Regions from separate parts of the Mus musculus genome. Here region 1 is linked to region 2. Evidence: chromatin contacts called from public HiChIP or PLAC-seq data. All regions are on one chromosome and are shown on one strand. Each heading gives the region's core, a stretch centred on a gene start, on an enhancer-like site or on the middle of the called end of the contact. The rest is flanking DNA. Distances are from core to core; before and after follow the strand shown. Region 1 overlaps Dpys (dihydropyrimidinase). Region 2 overlaps Rims2 (regulating synaptic membrane exocytosis 2).

The links. HiChIP or PLAC-seq counts read pairs in DNA pulled down with a chosen protein or histone mark.
Region 1: an H3K27ac HiChIP or PLAC-seq map of embryonic stem cells shows a contact between it and region 2, with 5 read pairs. The contact joins two enhancer-like sites. A contact is called at or near these places in 2 of 39 promoter capture datasets (the C10 cell line and cranial neural crest), 1 of 484 Hi-C or Micro-C datasets (nephron progenitors), 1 of 115 datasets of contacts at active chromatin or transcription factors (embryonic stem cells) and 3 of 9 other capture datasets (adipose tissue, embryonic stem cells and liver).

Annotation. Positions count from the first base shown.
Region 1 is chr15:39,777,337-39,782,910 of GRCm38.p6, forward strand. Dpys (dihydropyrimidinase) reads right to left here. Exons shown (of 10, transcript NM_001164466.1): 10 at 5,361-5,574. Among named protein-coding and RNA genes, the nearest start is that of Gm16291, 17 kb to the right of the region's middle. Within about 2 kb of position 3,430, at least 19 of the 459 cell types and tissues checked have an H3K27ac peak or open chromatin away from gene starts, as enhancers often do. A contact at or near this core is called in embryonic stem cells, where this site is marked.
Region 2 is chr15:39,421,626-39,427,272 of GRCm38.p6, forward strand. The region is part of intron 5 of Rims2 (regulating synaptic membrane exocytosis 2); the gene reads left to right. Among named protein-coding and RNA genes, the nearest start is that of Rims2, 230 kb to the left of the region's middle. Within about 2 kb of position 1,301, at least 3 of the 459 cell types and tissues checked have an H3K27ac peak or open chromatin away from gene starts, as enhancers often do. A contact at or near this core is called in embryonic stem cells, where this site is marked.

The DNA of each region.
Region 1 (5,574 bases), core at 2,180-4,679, 360 kb after region 2:
GCTGTGAGCTCATTCATCTATTTTACCCCACCCCCCACTCCTCCCCCACTGCTTTCTAATTGCTCTCATTCGATGTCTGCTCTTACTAGCAATTTCCAGAGCAGCTGACTGAGCATGACGTTCAGGTGTCCTTCTATGGCACTCATTACAGTTATTGCTGTTCACAAATGTCTCCTCTTTGGGTTCTTTTAACAATGAGGTCAAGGAAGCAGAGGAAATGTTACTGTCTCCAGTTCATAGATCAAGAAACTGAGATTCATAAAGGGGAAGTGAAGTGACATTCCTCAGACTGCATACATCCTGAGAAGCGTGGACTCCAAGTCCTCTCCAAATGGTCACCTTGCCCATGTTGTACACTCTTATTTTAGGAGGCTGTCTCAGAGTCATCACCACCCACTCTTCCTGAGTCTTTTCTTGACAGGTATTCCAGCATCCAGTAAAGAACTGCGGTACACATTAACACCAAGCCTTGTCTGTCCTCTCTCCTTAGCCTTCAGATCCAGGGTCATAACGGCACATTCTAAAGAATCTTCAGTTGTCCTTTGTTGTCTACAATCAAAATGAAACAAGGCAACAGGCCTGTCTTTGGAGGTGTCCCTCCTTCCCTCCTCTCCGAAGGACCCTGAAGTCCCAGCCCCAAGGTCCCGCTGCACTCCGAGAGCCCTGCCAGGCATTTCCAGATACTTCCACTGCAATGCTTTGCTCCCCCAGACTCATTTCCTGTCTCCTTAATGTGCTGTAAACTTCTCTTCTCTCCACAGACCTGTGCCAAGACGTAAATATTGATCAGAGGGGTGTGTGTGCGCGATTTCTTAAGAATGGAAAACAAGCCTTCCTGCAACAAGAGTTCCCAAGACAACTGAATTATTTATAGTGAGATTGGCCCCAAGGAGTAAGGCCTCACAGAGTACTGCAAGTCACTCAAGAAAGCAGAACTTGGGGAGGTGGGGACCAGGAGTGTGAAAAACTCATAACTCATTTCTCTGAGGTGCAGAGGGACATGCGTAAGAATGGCTACAGGAACAGGGTTGAGGGAGGAGGCAGGCTGAGGGTTTGGCAGTCAAGTCTGCAACAGGTCCAGCTGGAATGGCTTGGTAGCCAGGAGGCTGTGGTGATGCCTGCTTTCCTGCAGTCCCTTCCCAGGGCTTTGCAGTGGCAGGGGACTGGCACAGGCTGTATAATGTGCCAGGTGCTTGCTCACTCACTCCCTTCCGGCTCTGTGTTGGCTACTCTGTGCTTTCGCCTCTGCCTCACCACATCCCTTCAACTCTACTGCTGACCGCATCTCCACAGTGACTCAGTTCCCTGCTGATCAGTGCAGGCTATTGGAACCTAAACCACCGTAAAACATGGTGTCCAGAGCTATCAGTAGCTGGACAGATATTCTCTTTCGGGTGAAAAGGATTCTGTCCTCTCTGAGAATGTGGGTTCTTTGTGTGTCCTGTTTGGGGCATGGAGAACCTTCTGACTTACATTTGCATCACAACATTTGCGTTACAACAGTTATTTACAAATAGACTGGGGTTTACATCTTGAGTCACCAAATGCCATCACGTTGGGCAATTGCTAAACCTCTCTGAGTTTTGGCTTTCTCATTGTAATTAGAAGCAGTGCCTTCTCAGAAGCTTGTAGGCAGAATAAGGTGATAGAGTCCACACAGAGCTTATAGCCCTGGTACAGGCACATAATATCATAAAGGCCTAATAGGGGTTTACCATTTAGGAACTATTGAGCACATTTAAGGTTTCATTAGAGGAAAACCCAGAGGTCCTGTGTTCTTCTGGAGACTACATTCTGTTATAAGGCCAAAATAACAAAACAAACAAATAAAAACACACTTTGAAAACACCGAGCTAATATGCTCTGCCCCTCTAGCTTTTATACAAACACCCTTGTCTCAAGAGTCCTAAGGGCCTGGCCGCATGCACTTTGTAGGTTTACAGGCCCCACTGATTCACCACAGATGACTCTTACAACAGACGCAGCCCCGACCATGAACACAGTGGTTGCGTTTACTTTCATTACGCAGCACAGCCCTCTTCTCCTTGTTCACTAAATTGTTTGCCCAAGACATCCAATGCAGAGTTCCCAAGCTGCTTCCTGAACTGCTCTGTGCAGCTGTTCAGGGCCAAAGGGTCTGGTTCCATGCCCTGCAAACAGCAGGTGCTCAATAAATGATGGCAGGGTCTCTCTGTTTATAAGACTTGTCCACAGAAAGAAGTAAAAGGAGAGAATTGGTTTGACAAAAAGAAATCTAATTATTATATTGTGTGGCTTCTGGTTCCAACCCAGCGTGAGGAAGTTGGAAAGGAAGAGGGAGAAAGCCCGGTGAGGAAGAACAGGAGGGGATGCCTCTGGACTAACACAGAGAGCCAGGGCATTATACATAGTGCCTGAGTTGTATCAACTTGACAGATGGGCATTAGAGTCATCAGAGAGGAAGGAGCCTCAGGTGAGAAAATGCCTCCATGAGATCCAGCTGTAAGGCATTTTCTGAATTAGAGACCAAGGTGGGGAGGGCCCTCCATTGTGGGTAGTGCCATCCCTGGGCTGGTGGGCCTGGATTCTATAAGAGAGCAGTCTGAGCAGGCCACGTGAAGCAAGTCAGTAAGCAGCACCCTTCCATGGCCTCTGCACCAACTGCAAGTAGGAAGCCTAACAAAGACATTAGTTTTTAACTCTTCTTGCATAGAAAATAATCTTAGCTACTGCATTTTATCAGTAGAAGAACTGAAACTGAGAACGTTTCTATGTCTTGCTCAGCTGGTTCAAATGCAGCTTTTGTAGCCTCCCAGCTTTTGACAAAGCCCCCAGTTCTCCCTCTTCCTACAGAGGGAGAAGAGTTCCTGCTGAGATGTAGCTGTCACTCTGCTTCCATCTCCCATGCTCCAAATGTATCCCTGCTCATTTCACTCGTGGTGCCCACATCCTGGCCTTCATCCACTGACGTCTCCAAGATGGCTGAATGCTCTCATCTGTGCCTGGGTTTGAACCACCTCCCTTTTCATAGCTTCCATTCTGCCACCACTAAGGGCTTGGTTCTCTCAGATGTCGTGAACTTCAAGGAAAGAACAAAACGGCCTAGGCTTTCTGGGCAGCCATTTTTATTGACTCATCACCTTGCCAGCAATGGGCACTGGCATTTGCAGACTGTGTAGGGCTTGGGTAATGTAAGACCCAAAGAGCCTTACATCCAGGATGTCCAACTCACAGAAACTAGGAGACTGAGATTGCTGCAACAAGCAAGAGGCTTATTGATCCAGAACACTGGGGCTGTCCTGCAATCAGGGCAGAGGCAAGTCCAAGTCTCCTAAGCACACACTTTTTATACAGTTTAAGGGTAGGCCTTGATTACAACAAGAGTGTTTAAGCCCACTGTTTGCTGGATCTGACCTTTTCATTCCCCCTTTAGAAATGGTAATTAGCCTCTCCCTTCCAGGGAGGCAAGTGTTTCTGAGACCTTCCCTAAGCAGCATTGATGGCCTTGGGGGAGGTGAGGTCTTAGTCACCAGAAGAGGGGACTGAAACTTTCTTGGTCATTATTTGCACCTGCCTTACCTTCAGAGCTTCCATGTAAAGCTTGTTTTGCTGGGTCATTCCGGGAAGGGAGCTTTCTATCGGAAGATCACCAGGAAGGTCTTTCAGCAGACATCTTATTAAGGTCACACATTCCCACAGTATCATGGGCCTCAGGGTACTCCCAGGGAGACTCTTGGTTTTTGTTTGTTTGTTTGTTTGTTTGTTTTTGTCACGTGAATGAAGAAACTGAGGTTTAGGAAGATCAATCAAACTTCATAAGGAAAAAGAGCTTGGTCTCCCAGGCCATCTGGAATATACAAAGGGAGTCTCATGTGCATTTCCAAGGACTTAGCTGGAGCCCACGTGACTTTCCTCTCTCTTAGAGAGCTGTGTAGCTCCAGGATTGGTGTCTGCTTCACAGAAGACTCTCTCACTTCATTTGTATCCACTGAAGAACTGGGCAGGAATTCCTTTATTTCCTCTCTTATTTAAAAACTGTGAAGTATCCACGGAGTGCCCATAACTGACCACACACTGTGCTGGGTGTGAGGGAGAGCCAGTGAGCTAGACAAGCCCCTCCTGAATGACCTTTCAGCTTCTGGAGGGAGGAGGGAGGAGGGATGAGGGAGGAGACAGAGAAGTGAAGCTATCATCTATCTCAGTCCCTCAGTGAGTGTGCTTGGGGGAATTGGCTTCAGCAGTGTGATTCTGAAGTCTGGGGATGTTGACCCCACTGACCTAGGATGACATCATGTTAACTACCCATGCTCACCCTCCCTTACACTATTACACTTGAACCCAACTCCTGATCACTTTTATCTCCTAATGAGAAGTAAATGCTGTGTAGCATCCACAGATACGAAGGATAACGGTACGCTGCAGGAGTTAAGGCATCCTGTGGACTGGATGCTGGGCCCTTCCATGGAGCTGCATAAAAGAAGGACCATCCTACCTAGGAAAGCATCCAGGAGACAGTGACATTTCCAGTGAACAGTAAATGCTGTGTGAGGATTGACTTCTGGGTAAGAAAGCAGCTTACTTACTCACTGGTAAAGGAGTCTGTGTTCTAATGTAGAGCTGCCTTTGTCAAACAAAGTGTATGGATAAGGGGCTGGAGAGATGGCTCAGCAGTTAAGAGCACTGACTGCTCTTCCAGAGGACCTGAGTTCAATTCCCAGCAACCATGTGGTGGCTCACAACCATCGGTAAATGGGACCTGATGCCCTCTTCTGGTGTGTCTGAAGAGAGTGATGGTGTACTCATATACATAAAATAAATAAATAGATAAATAAGTCTTTTTAAAAAGTGTAGGGATAAAAAAATAATAAAACGTTTTGCAGTATCTTTTAACCTGAGGGAAAAAAGAATTGGAGTTTAATTGAGCTGAAGATTTCTCTTCAGGTGCAGCTTACCATCCTTTCTTCTGGGCGCTGAGATCAAATGACGCTGAGCTCCGCCCATCCTTCCTTAAAGGAACCACACATCCTCTCCTGGGCTCTTACTCCAGAGTGTGGGTACATCCAAAGAGAAGCCCAGCTTTGCCGCACAGAGGGACCAAGGCACAAGAAAGGACTTGGGAGGAACAGATCAACATGATATCCTCATGCGATGCCAGTTCCATCGAATCCCCTCAAATCCTGAATCTATCCATATGATTGGATATTTTGCTTCGGACTCATTTAATGGTGGAGTACTGGATCTGGTTTCTTTAGACCCATCATGGGACTTGACTTACAGGTGACACTGATACACAAGAAATCACGTTCTCTCGTCATGACCAATCCAGGGTCCTAGTCCCACCTACTAGGTAGAGGGACACACATGGAACTCAGACACTAGAATACAGAATGAAGCTCCCAATGTTTATTAATTGTGGTGAAATGTAAAATCACAGTGATTTTTTTCAAACAAATATAGACATTAAAACAAAACAAATAAAACCTTTACACTGGAAAGAAATCTTTAAGGATCCAAAGAAAGAAATCTAGTGTACAGAAAGATGGCATTTGAAAGGAATCTCCAGTGAGTCTTCACGCAGACGTCCCGTCCCAGTAA
Region 2 (5,647 bases), core at 51-2,550:
TTGATTGCTATTATAGACAATCTAAGTTTTTTCACAAAGCTATCCAAAGTTTGTTCTTTCTTAGACATTCATAGGTAAGTGGAGACATTTAATAACATTACATTAAACATTGATATTTTTCCTCTGCCAACTGTTTAAATTTTTTTCTTAAAGTTTGGTAATGAATGAGAGCAGATAGAGTGATACTTAAGCTCTTATTCAGGGAAATTTATGAATTACCAAAGTCTGGAGAAGAAATATGTAAGATATTTATTAAGTAAGTTTCTGCTTCCAAGTGCATGCTGTAGTCAGTGGAGGCTGAGGGTGGTAACTGGTGCCTCTGAATTTTTCACTCTGCTATTTTCTTTTTTATATCCTGTGTGTACATGTATGTACATATTTATGTGGGGGGGTATATGTGTGTGTGTGTGTGTGTAGCTCTTACTCAATTGTTTTTATTTTTGTCATTACTGTTAAGCATTTTTACAATTTGTTGATATGTATTGTATCTTATATAGAATAGCATTTAGAGAATAGCTTCAAAAGTGTTTAACTCTTTCCTATCATATCCATGTCCTAGTTTCATAGTGTGCGTGGGCACGGGCACACACACAACCACATTCACACACATGCACACACAACCACATTCACACACACGCACACACAACCACATTCACACACACACACAACCACATTCACACACACACACAGAACCACATACACACACACACACACAAATCTAGTTTTTTTTTTAATATGAGAGAAAACATGCATCATTTGTTTTTCTAAATCACTTATTTTGTATCAGTTGAATATCTATAAAATTTTAAGGAAATTGTGTCTCTAATAATCTTAGGCTTGTTAATGTTATGAATCTAGAGAAAGCTTCCCCACTGAAGTAAGAAAAAGTTAGAAGACCCCCCCTTCTGCAGCCTCTTTGCACTCACAGACTAAGTCGTGCACCTGCTGGGGGCCTTTGAGCCTGCAACACTGAGTTATTTGGGAGACAGTTTTGCTGGAGAGTTAATACAGGAAGGTTAGGAAAACCAGAGTAAGTGAATCTGGACTAGATATGAGTTTTGGCATGGTCATGGCTTTGTTGAGGACTCACAACCCTTGGGACAATTGGCAATGCCATTACCCATGTGGCCCATGCTCAAGAGAAATGGCAAAGTTTTTGTTGGAAGTCTGAGTGTGAGTTTGCACAACTGATCACTGTGTACAAAGACTAGTAACTCCAGCTTCCTCCTCTGTTTGTTTCTGGCCTGAGACTGCCGTCCCACAGAGCTACCTTCTGAGAGTAGCTAACCCCTCTCCTTGTGTGTGGGGCACTGGGCTATGCACAGACAGGCTGGTCGCCAGTAGAGCTGAGATGCTGAACCCTGGGATCTGGTGGTCATAATTCACCTACAGGGGACAGAAGGAGTTCTTTCATGCTCCTGGAACTGTGGCTCCTAACTAAGTTACCGTTCCCCACAGACCCCTCAAGAGAAGCATGACTAGAAGTCACTTAGGCAATGTCCCAAGCTTCTGACCTTCAGGATAGACTCCTCCCCAGTTACCTAGCAACAGAAAAGATAGCAGCTCACTTTAAAAGGGGCTGTTTGGCCCCTCCTTGCTCTCTCACTTCTCTCTCTCCCATAACCCGGGGGCTACAGGGTGTGGCCCCGGGGCCCCCAGGTTGAGTTGCCCCTTGCTGCCCCCCACTCCGGTCAAGTGGGTCAGAGGCTTGGATGCCCACCTGGGGCTGAGTGGAAAGCATCTGCCAGCCCTTCCTTGTCTGCCTGTCCAGAGCATAGGTGGAGCCCTGGCAGGATGTGGGTCCTCCCTTCCCCCTCTTTTCCTAGGCCCCTTTTTAGTTCTCACACTTGTGTTGTATGTAATAAAGAGGTTGAGGTTCCAGGCTGTGTGGTGCTGGTTAGAGAACCCTACCTGATCCCATCTTCACTGAACATGTAATCTGTCGTTTTTCTCATTTCTTTACTACTCTTAGTCCCAGATCCAGGATCCAATTCACACAGGACACAAGACACTACACATTATCTTTATCTACAATGATTATATATACATAATACTACATTATATAATAATTCATTATCAACATGATATGTTTTAATAATTTTATATTAAATATATGTGATATAGTATTAACATAATATTCATACTATATTATACTCTACTATTATATATATAATCTGTGCACATGGAGGGTATTGTTACCTAGTCAGTTTTCAGTTTCGCTCGACAACTTTCCCTGTCACCACTGTCATTATAGTCGTGCAATAATAATATGAATAATCCATATTGTTCTTTATTGTGATAAAAACTTATAGCAGGTACATTGTCTTCAAGCACTAATACCTGCTATGGATTTATAATCTTCTAAGTTGAATAATAATGTGCACACTTTCACATCTCACTAATGAAGAGACATGACTGACTTCTAAGTAACCACTTGTTTACCACATATAGCTATGTATGTACCACAGTGCACACATTTTTCTCTGAAAGTTCTAGTTTCCTGTATTTCAAATCTTACTCAATTTGTTCTTTAAGGAAACTGTGTAGCCACCATTTGTTTGTTTTTCTTTACCTTGTTTGTATCAATCTCTATATATTTGACTTAAGGGCAGTCATTCCATTCTTCTGCCTGACTTTACTGCTGTGTCTCTTATGCCTCTGTGGAATAATTTAGTTCCCCCTCCCTGCCCTAGACTAGCTGCTGCTGCTTTTGTCAGACGGCTGCAGACTACCTGCTAACTCGCCTACATGGGAAACATGGGACTTTCTGACAAATTCCAGAAGACTTGTGCCTGGCTTGCTTCACTTTGGCTTCTCTTGCTACCCCTGAACGTGCTTCTGATATCCCTTTCTGTTTTGCTTGTTTTCTGCTACTGCACTTTTAAAATAGGGAAATAGAGCATAAATAACTTCAATTTGTAAACTAATATCAGAGGAAATTTTGTATAAATTAAAAATCTAGGAATAGATCCAGTTATATAATCATCTGGTGACTACTCTTAGGTTTTTGTTTTTGTTTTCCTCAAGAGCCAGTGGAAATGTTAAGTGAAGCCTGGCCCCTCTCGTTATTTACCTGTGGTCATTACACTGAACCTTGGGTCTTCTCAGTTTCCCCTCTACCTGCAGTGTCTTCTGACTCCGTGAGTGCACATAAAATCTGTGAAGCATGCAATTCAAACCAGAGTGTAGAGGAACAGGGTAGCAATAACATTCATGGCATCTCAGGAATGTTCAAGTTTCATTAAATTTAAACTGTATGTGTTTGCCACCCCAAACATATTTTGAAAACTTATCTCCACCCTAGAGCTCTCAGTGACTGAGAAGAGGCTGCTCTTCCCCTCACAATGACCTCCTCCCGAAATGTCTGGCTGTCTCAGATAATCTTTGATCTAATGAAGGCTCAGGATAAATACTGAGGCTTTGGCCAATTATTACTCTTTTTCTTGGCTTTTGTTAGGCTGAGCAATAGTGTGCTCTTGCAAATATTTGACAGCTCGAGTTTTAAAGAAAAAAGGACCTGACTTGTAAGGTATGAGGAGTTCCATGGTATTAACTTTACAGAGCTGATTTTAAGCTATTAATATGACATCACTAACCTAGGAGTTGAAAGTAGATGCTCACGAGGGACTCTTGATCCCAACAATCCTTGGATAAAAAGAGATAAATGCTACTCTATTCACTCTGATTCATCTAAGCTCACTCCAGCTTTGGTTAAAATTCTTTAGGCAACCTGTGTGTGTCTTCTTTTTCTGACACATTTCACCCATGTTATTTACTTATCTTCCATAGAAGAATCAACTGTGCCAATACTAGTACTGGATGCCTAGGAGTTCCTTCTTTGTCCTCAGAACTGTACTCACCTTATGGAATATAGATCACACAATAGCATACTTGTGAAAGAAAACCCCCTAAGGAGATTGTATATGTATAAATAATATCATTATTTATAATGCACATATTATCAAGTAACGTATCAGAACTTCGTACCTCTATCTAATTATAACATATTGATCAATTTCTTCCTGTTTCCCTCAGCCTCTGCAACTACGATTATAGTCTCAGTTTTTGATGTAACTTAAAAAATTTCATCTTGTGGTGCTCTGCCTTTGTAATGTTATCTTCTTACTCACTAATTTCTCTTTTACTCTGAATAATTCCCTCTAGCATATTGTATGTCTGGTAGAAATATACTCACTCAACTTATTTTGGCAGGTGGTGTGAGAATATGTCTGTTGTATTTTTATAGTGTATGTTTAGTGATAATAGTATTTTTTGCTTGCTGGCAGTTTTCCCATCCAGAGATATGAAACTCCTATGCCTGGCCTACGGCATTTGTACAGAATGTTTGTGTGAGGTGAGTTTGGTACCTCACAGGGTTTGGCTTGCTTTTTCCCTTGCTGCCTTGAGCATTGTACTTCATCCTTCATCTTTAAGAGCATAATTATCGTACTTGATTATACTCATTTGACCCATTAGTGACCTTTGACCTTTTGTCCATGGTTGTTTGTATTCTTTTCTAGGTTTAGGGAACATTTTAGTATTTTCTTCTAAAATAAACTTCCTATTGCTTTGATAGTCTCAGGATTTCCTTGGAACACCACAAACCATATATCTGCTCTTTTGATGATGTTAAAAGTTGCTATAAGCCTTCTTTATTCTTCTCCATCCCCTCCCCCTTCTGACTTTGTATTTTCAAAATAGACTGTCTCTGAGCTCACTATATCTTTCTTCTGCTTGTTCTATTCTTGTCAGGTTTTACGTTTTACTTAGTTTATGTTTTAGCTTGAGAATTTCTTTTTGACTTAAAAATTATTGCTTAATTAACTTTCCTTTTTAGAGTATTGATTTTTTTTCTGTGTTTACTTGGAGTGTGTTGAGTGTCCTTAAAATAGTTTTAAAATTTTCACCTAGAGCTTGTCCTAGTGGTTACTTTATGGATAGTTCCTGGCATATAGATTTTTTTTTTCTGTTAAGTTACTTAGGTTAGCTTCTTAAAAGTTTTGGGCACTGATGGATCAAAATTACAAAGACAGAGGTGTTTGTAGTCTGAGTTTGTTTGTTATGCCTATTAGTTCTATGCAACCTGCTTATCTTCATGGAGCTGTACTAATTACAGCTTCCTCTGTAGCACTCGCAACATGCCTTATGTTTGATGTGAGTACTGTGTTGTCATTGTTTTAGCATGAGAGGGCTACACAAGCCAAACGTTGTCCTGAATTCAAAGTCTCTGTGTTGTTTATTTTGAAAGGGAGGAGTACTTATAAAGGATGGTCTAATCCTGAGGCTTCTCCATATGTCTACAGTGGGCTCGGGTGCCTCCTGTACAGGGACCAGCTTGTCAGGTGTGTGGGCTTCAGCCAGTCTCCAGATAGAACTCAAACCCAGGAACCACACTCATGGCTACAATGTTGTCATGCTGTGTCTTCTGTGGCTCTTCTACCAAGACCAGTTCAGCAGTGAGGTAGATCTAGGGACAATAGAAATATAGATTACCTATTGTTAAGGAGAACCCACGGTCTTCAAATCCTGCCACCAGCCACGGACGAGGCTGCCTAGAGTAGATGACCAACAGACTTATCAGAGCTGTAAGCACACGTTGTTCCTGGGACAAGAGCTGTTAGGATCTGCTCAGTATTAGGTTTTACCA